Linked DNA regions of Mus musculus: region 1 is linked to region 2. Evidence: chromatin contacts called from public promoter capture Hi-C data. All regions are on one chromosome and are shown on one strand. The core of a region is the stretch at or near the end of the contact, and the rest is flanking DNA. Distances in the headings are between cores, read along the strand shown. Region 1 has its middle 10 kb from the start of Pmp2. Region 2 has its middle 20 kb from the start of Gm33365.

Region 1 (3,064 bases), core at 486-2,985, 90 kb after region 2:
GCATTTGTTGTTCTGATTATTATGTGTCGGGAGGAATTTCTTTTCTGGTACAGTCTACTTGGAGTTCTGTAGGCTTCTTGTATGTTCATGCGCATCTCTTTCTTTAGGTATGGGAAGTTTTCTTCTATAATTTTGTTGAAGATATTTGCTGGCCCTTTAAGTTGAAAATCTTCATTCTCATCTACTCCTATTATCCGTAGGTTTGGTCTTCTCATTGTGTCCTGGATTTCCTGGATGTTTTGAGTTAGAATCTTTTTGCATTTTGCATTTTCTTTGATTGTTGTTTCCATGTTCTCTATGGAATCTTCTGCACCTGAGATTCTCTCTTCAATCTCTTGTATTCTGTTGCTGATTCTTGCATCTATGGTTCCTGATTTCTTTCCTAGGGTTTCTATCTCCAGAGTTGTCTCACTTTGGGTTTTCTTTATTGTTTCTACTTCCATTTTTAGATCTTGGATGGTTTTGTTCAATTCCATTACCTGTTTGGTTGTGTTTTCCTGTAATTCTTTCAGGGATTTTTGTGTTTCCTCTTTAAGGACTTTTACTTGTTTAGCAGTGGTCACAGCCCTCCCAGGTGGCCACCTCTCCTCTGGCGTGGAAGGTGCCCAGATGTCTGGAGCCTGAAACAGTGGGTCTGTCCAGAAGCTGTGTCACTTCTCAACAACATTTTATCTTATAGGTGTGAAACACAGCCAGTCAGTCACTAGTTTAGTTTTAAAACTTTTTCAGGAGAAAAAGAACCATCAGTTCACTAATAAATTGATAGATTTGTTCTGTATCAGAAAGTAAATTGCAACTATTCTACTCTACTTGACTGAGAGAGGATTTTAGGCTCCAGGACAAACTACCCAAAGCCACCCATAGATAACTGGGACCACAGATAAGTTGGCAAGGTACTTTTTAAAAAAGATAGCCAAAAGTTCACTCCATGCTGAATAGTTTGAGTAATTATCTTAGTGAACTCCACTGGAATATGAGTTATATTTTCAAAGATTGGGGTCTCTTTAACCCCGTGTTCCCCTGTTGGCCCACATTTTTGAACCTTTACTTTTGTATATGCTTTACCCTGAATAATGACAGTCACATAGCCTCCAATGGAAACAGCAACGAGATAATAAGTAGCTGCTTCCCTAAGAAAGAACTTGAGGCACAAGACGCTTGTAAGATCATCTGCAGGCAGTGGTACCTTCTCTCCCAACAGTGACTTAATTTCATGTGGAACCCCTTGCTACCCTTGATGTCAACAGCCTTTTGCTGCATTTCCGTTGATGTTTTTTCAACTTCAGAAGACTTTGGTGCAGTGGCTTGCAATTAGCCACATATTGGGATCACCTGGGGGAGTTTAGAGACTGGAGTTAAAAAGTGGGAGGGCTAGAGAGATGGCTCAGAGGTTAAGAGCGCTGACTGCTCTTCCAGAGGTCCTGAATTCAATTCCCAGAAACCACATGGTGGTTCACAACCATCTGTAATGGTATCCAAAGCCCTCTTCTGGTGTGTCTGACTGCTACAGTGTATTCATATAAATAAAATAAATGAATCTTAAAAAAATAAAGCTAAGTGGGAGGTCATTATGCTTAGATGAACTCCCGGGATCTGAGTTCCTACTTAGCAAGCCAAAATGAACTCACGGTACAAGGCAAACTGAAGCTTAAAGCTAATTCCAAACCACCCACGCCCTGGCCCTGGAGTGCAGCTCAGTGATAGAGCAGTTACCCAGCCAGCACACGAAAGTTCCTGGAAAATCTTAGCAGTGCAAACACAAACAAACGCCCAGAAACGTTACCTTCTACCTAGAGACTTTCCACCTCAATCCATCAAATATTTTCCTTGTCTTGCTTCTGAAAACAAAGCTTTCCCCATTTCCCTCTCAGCAGAGCCTAAACTGCCTGTGGGGTAGCCCAGCCTGGCTCATGAACTGAAGCTTGCTATATAAACTATTTAAACTGTTGATATGCTTGTGCTTGCCTTTTAATGGCTGCAAAGTCTAGACCTTAGTCTTCACCCATGGCAACAAAAACAAAATTGTGCAGTATAATATTTTCTAAGATTCACTTTTATCTGTGTGTAGTGTCTGTGTGAGGTTATTCCAGGGACATTCCGGTGCTGCAGAGTCATTATCGTCAGCCGTGAGCTGCCCGAGGCACGTGCTAGAAACTGAACTCCAGTCCTCTGGAGGAGCAACACGTGTTTTAACTACAGAGCCATCTCCCCAGCACCCCAATGAATATAATCCTGAAATGCACATGGTCACCAATTCCCCAATGATTCCTAGTGTGCAACCATTGCTAGAGACATGTTGCATGGATAAGCTCAAGTAACTGTCAATTACACAGTAAATCCCTAGTCACATTAAACTGAACTCTTATATGGCAATCTAAGGGGCTGGAGAGACAGCTCAGTAATTAAGAAAGCATCTATATGGCTGTTCATAAGCATCTGTAACTCCTGTTACAGAGAAGTGTACTCTGTCATCTGACCTCTGAGGACACCAGGGATCCATATGGTATGCATACACACACACATTCAGGCAAAACATTCATACACACAAAAATGAATAAGGCGAGCCAGGCATGGTGGCGCATGCCTTTAATCCCAGCACTTGGGAGGCCAGAGGCAGGCAGATTCCTAAGTTCGAGGCCAGCCTGGTCTACAAAGTGAGTTCCAGGATAGCCAGGGTTATACAGAGAAACCCTGTCTCGAAAAATGAAAAACAAAACAAAACAAAAACAAAACAAAAAACAACAACAACAAAAAAGAATAAGGCTTTTGGGTTTTTTTGTTTTTTGTTTTTAAATGGGAGAGAAAAAAATCTAAGTGTGATGTCACATCTCTGCAATGGCATGCTAGTGTGATGTCACATCTCTGCAATGGCATGCTAGTGAGTGATTCAATTCAGTCCCATAAGGAGCAACCCCAATGGCTTGTGCTGGACTCTCTTGTGTAAAGACTCTTGTGCCGAATTTCAAACTACCAATTCTTTCTAACATCTAGCTTGCAAATTTCCTGAAAATCAATAATGAGCCTCTAAACATTTTTGCTTGTAGATAGGGTCTCACTATGTCTC
Region 2 (2,951 bases), core at 376-2,875:
ACATGAGTCATACTTATCTACTAACCCGGTTAGCAGGAAGCATCCATTACAGTATTGAAGAGAACGGGGATGGGAGCAATAGACATGCTGGGGATGGATGTGTGATGGATGAACATTCACATGCTGGAATGGCATGCCCCACTCATGACCAGCCACTGGCCTGTTGCAAGTCTGCAGGGCAAGTTACATCACAGTGTAACCCAAGATAATCGACCAAGGGAGCATTTCTGGCTCCCCACCCCCTGCATCTTGCTTGATTTTGGATAGGATCTCACTATGTAGCTCAAGCTGGAATGAAGCTCACAATCCTCCTGCCTCAGCCTCACTCAGGGATGCTGGGTATATAGGCACATATCTCTGTAGAGCAGAGTATTTCTTACAAATTGTCATTTTTTTTTTTTAGTCGTAAATTCCTATTCTGTTAGGTTAGCAGAGCAGTGTTTGTTATACATTTATGTTGTGGCAGCCAAAAGGAAGTATTTTGGAGCTTTGGAGTCAAAGGTGTCACAAACTTATATTCAACAATGTCTATTAACTTTTTCAATGAATTGCTTTTTGCTAATTTTATTTTATGAATTGATCTCAATTCCAGAAAGAACAATAAAGAAAAGACAAAGACAAACCTCCAAACAATCAAGTCACTGTTGTATCGGAGCAATGACCTGTGCTGTGAATTGTGTTAGCTAGACAAGGTCATCCTCAGTGGACCGTCACTTGGAAAGGGACATTTAGACCACACAGGTCAGAGATACACTGAAGTCATTCTGGAAACCAGTCAGACAGAAATGATCTTCACAGATTAGAATGTACACGACCAAGTTCCCTTTCTCTGGGAAATGAGAATACTTTGAACATCTCAGAGAGGCAGCTCTTCTACTGTTCCCTCTCGGCTTTACCTAAGTTTCTACTCAGGTTGCAAAGCCACAGGGCTCCCAGAGTCTCTGTCTCTCTCTGTCTCTCTGTCTCTCTGTCTCTCTGTCTCTCTGTCTCTCTGTCTCTCTGTCTCTCTGTCTCTCTGTCTCTCTGTCTCTCTGTCTCTGTCTCTCTCTCTCTCTCTCACTCTCTCTCTCTCCTTTCTTTTAAAAGTTAAATAAAAAAGATGGCTCACTGGTTAATAGTGCTTCTTGCTGCTCTTCAGAAGACCAAGCTTGGTTCTCATGCTGGGCAGCTCACAACAGCCTGAAACTCTAGTTTCAGGGATCTGAAGCCTTCTTTTGGCCTTTACAGGCCTCTGTACACACGTACATACATACACATGTACACACACACACACACACACACACACACACACACACACACAAATAAATAAATACTTTAAAAACATGTAAAGCAATTAGACCACTTTTTCTATCTGCCCCACAAAGTGTTTCTGCCATAACAATTTACATGTGGCATCTTAGACACAAGCGTATTCAAATTCTTTGTGTAAGTATCAGAGAACAGGCACTCTGATCTTTCATTCTCTAAGCAAGGGTTTCTAATGATCTCGCCGGTTTCTGGCCTCTTTGCATGGAGGTACTTCCTGGTTATTGGGAAATTGCTTCCAGAGGGTATGTGCAGCACCAGTGAGCAATCTTATGCCACAGCCTTTGGTACACATTACTTAACACAGTGTGCCTTGGGCACACTGGGGACAGGAATATTGATAATGGCTTGGAAAAATGCCACACAGATAAAATAGGGACCCATGTACTTTCTCACTCAGGGGATCAGAGGTAAGTACCTCATTAAAAGGTAGAAAGACACATGGGAATAACCATAAGAGTGTTTCCAGAGTGTTCTTTTGAAACTCCTGCAGAGCTAGCTGAGAAATTCATAATGTTGTCATTGTGAAGTTGAGCCCCCTTCCCTGGCAGGGCACTCGGGGGCTAGTTTTTAAGCGTCCTGTCAAAGGTAAGAGTTTGCCTTTGTGCTTCCTCTTCATCCCTCCCCTGCTTCCTGAGCCCCTTTGCCCATCCCCAACTCCACTCTCTCCTCTGAGAAGAGCCTCTAGAAGTATGCCCTGCTGCAGATGGCTGTCCTGCCACAACAGAGTGGCCGTGAGCCTAGGCAGTGGGCAGAGACCGGGGGCCTTCCTGGAGCTTGCTCCCAGGAGGTGCACTTGATGCAGTTCTTAGTATTCCACCCGGGTTGGTGAACCAACATATCTGTACAAAAAATCAGAATAAATTATATTTTTATAAGATGCCATATAAGCCCTGAACTCATGGATACTGAACATTTATTTAGATTAGCTATTTGGGAAATTGGGTGAGATGTTAGAAGTGGCAGTAGTATGCTCACACACACCTATAATCCCAGCATCCAGGAACCTGAGGAGAAAGGTTGTGGCCATCACCAGTCCTGGGTGACATATTGGTAGAAAATGCAAGTGTAAGGCCCACAATAGCTCCAAACCAAACCAAACCAAACCAAACCAAACCAAACCAAACCAAACCAAATAACCAAACAGCCAGCCAACCAACCAACCAACCAACCAACCAACCAAAGGCAAGTTTTATGGGAAGATGATTTTAAAAGCACAAAATTGGTAAGAAAGATAGCAAAACAGAGCCCTGCTTGGGCAGTGATGAATCCCTGTACCCTTAGCTGCTGAATCTCAGCCACCCGCAAGCACAAAAGTCACTCCTATGAGTAATGGGGCTGCCAACACCAACCACAGGGAGACGATCTGGCTCCTGGAGTGCACACAGAAGCAGGTCACTGTTGACTAGGGTCAGCCTTAGCGGCCCTGGCACCCAGCATGGAGCCCTGCACCTCCAGTGCTGCTTGCCTTGCTACGAGACAAAGAGTTCAGTGTATCATGCAACAAGGCCAAAGGCAAAGCCTAGTGGGCCTCGGTGTGGCAGACATGAAGGACAGGCAGGGAGGTGAGTGGCAGCCAGGAGCTCACACAGAACCTGCCTCTGGAAGCCCTGCCGTCTTGCGACATCTGGGCAGCAGCATCTTGG

Evidence for each region. Capture Hi-C pulls out chosen DNA fragments and counts their contacts.
Region 1: a promoter capture Hi-C map of adipose tissue shows a contact between it and region 2. The contact joins two enhancer-like sites. A contact is called at or near these places in 4 of 39 promoter capture datasets (the C10 cell line, liver and macrophages), 4 of 484 Hi-C or Micro-C datasets (the AML12 cell line, liver, nephron progenitors and 1 more) and 2 of 9 other capture datasets (adipose tissue and liver).

The regions. Positions count from the first base shown.
Region 1 is chr3:10,172,181-10,175,244 of GRCm38.p6, forward strand. No RefSeq gene overlaps it. Among named protein-coding and RNA genes, the nearest start is that of Pmp2, 10 kb to the right of the region's middle. Within about 2 kb of position 1,736, at least 19 of the 459 cell types and tissues checked have an H3K27ac peak or open chromatin away from gene starts, as enhancers often do. A contact at or near this core is called in adipose tissue and liver, where this site is marked.
Region 2 is chr3:10,082,721-10,085,671 of GRCm38.p6, forward strand. No RefSeq gene overlaps it. Among named protein-coding and RNA genes, the nearest start is that of Gm33365, 20 kb to the left of the region's middle. Within about 2 kb of position 1,626, at least 20 of the 459 cell types and tissues checked have an H3K27ac peak or open chromatin away from gene starts, as enhancers often do. A contact at or near this core is called in adipose tissue and liver, where this site is marked.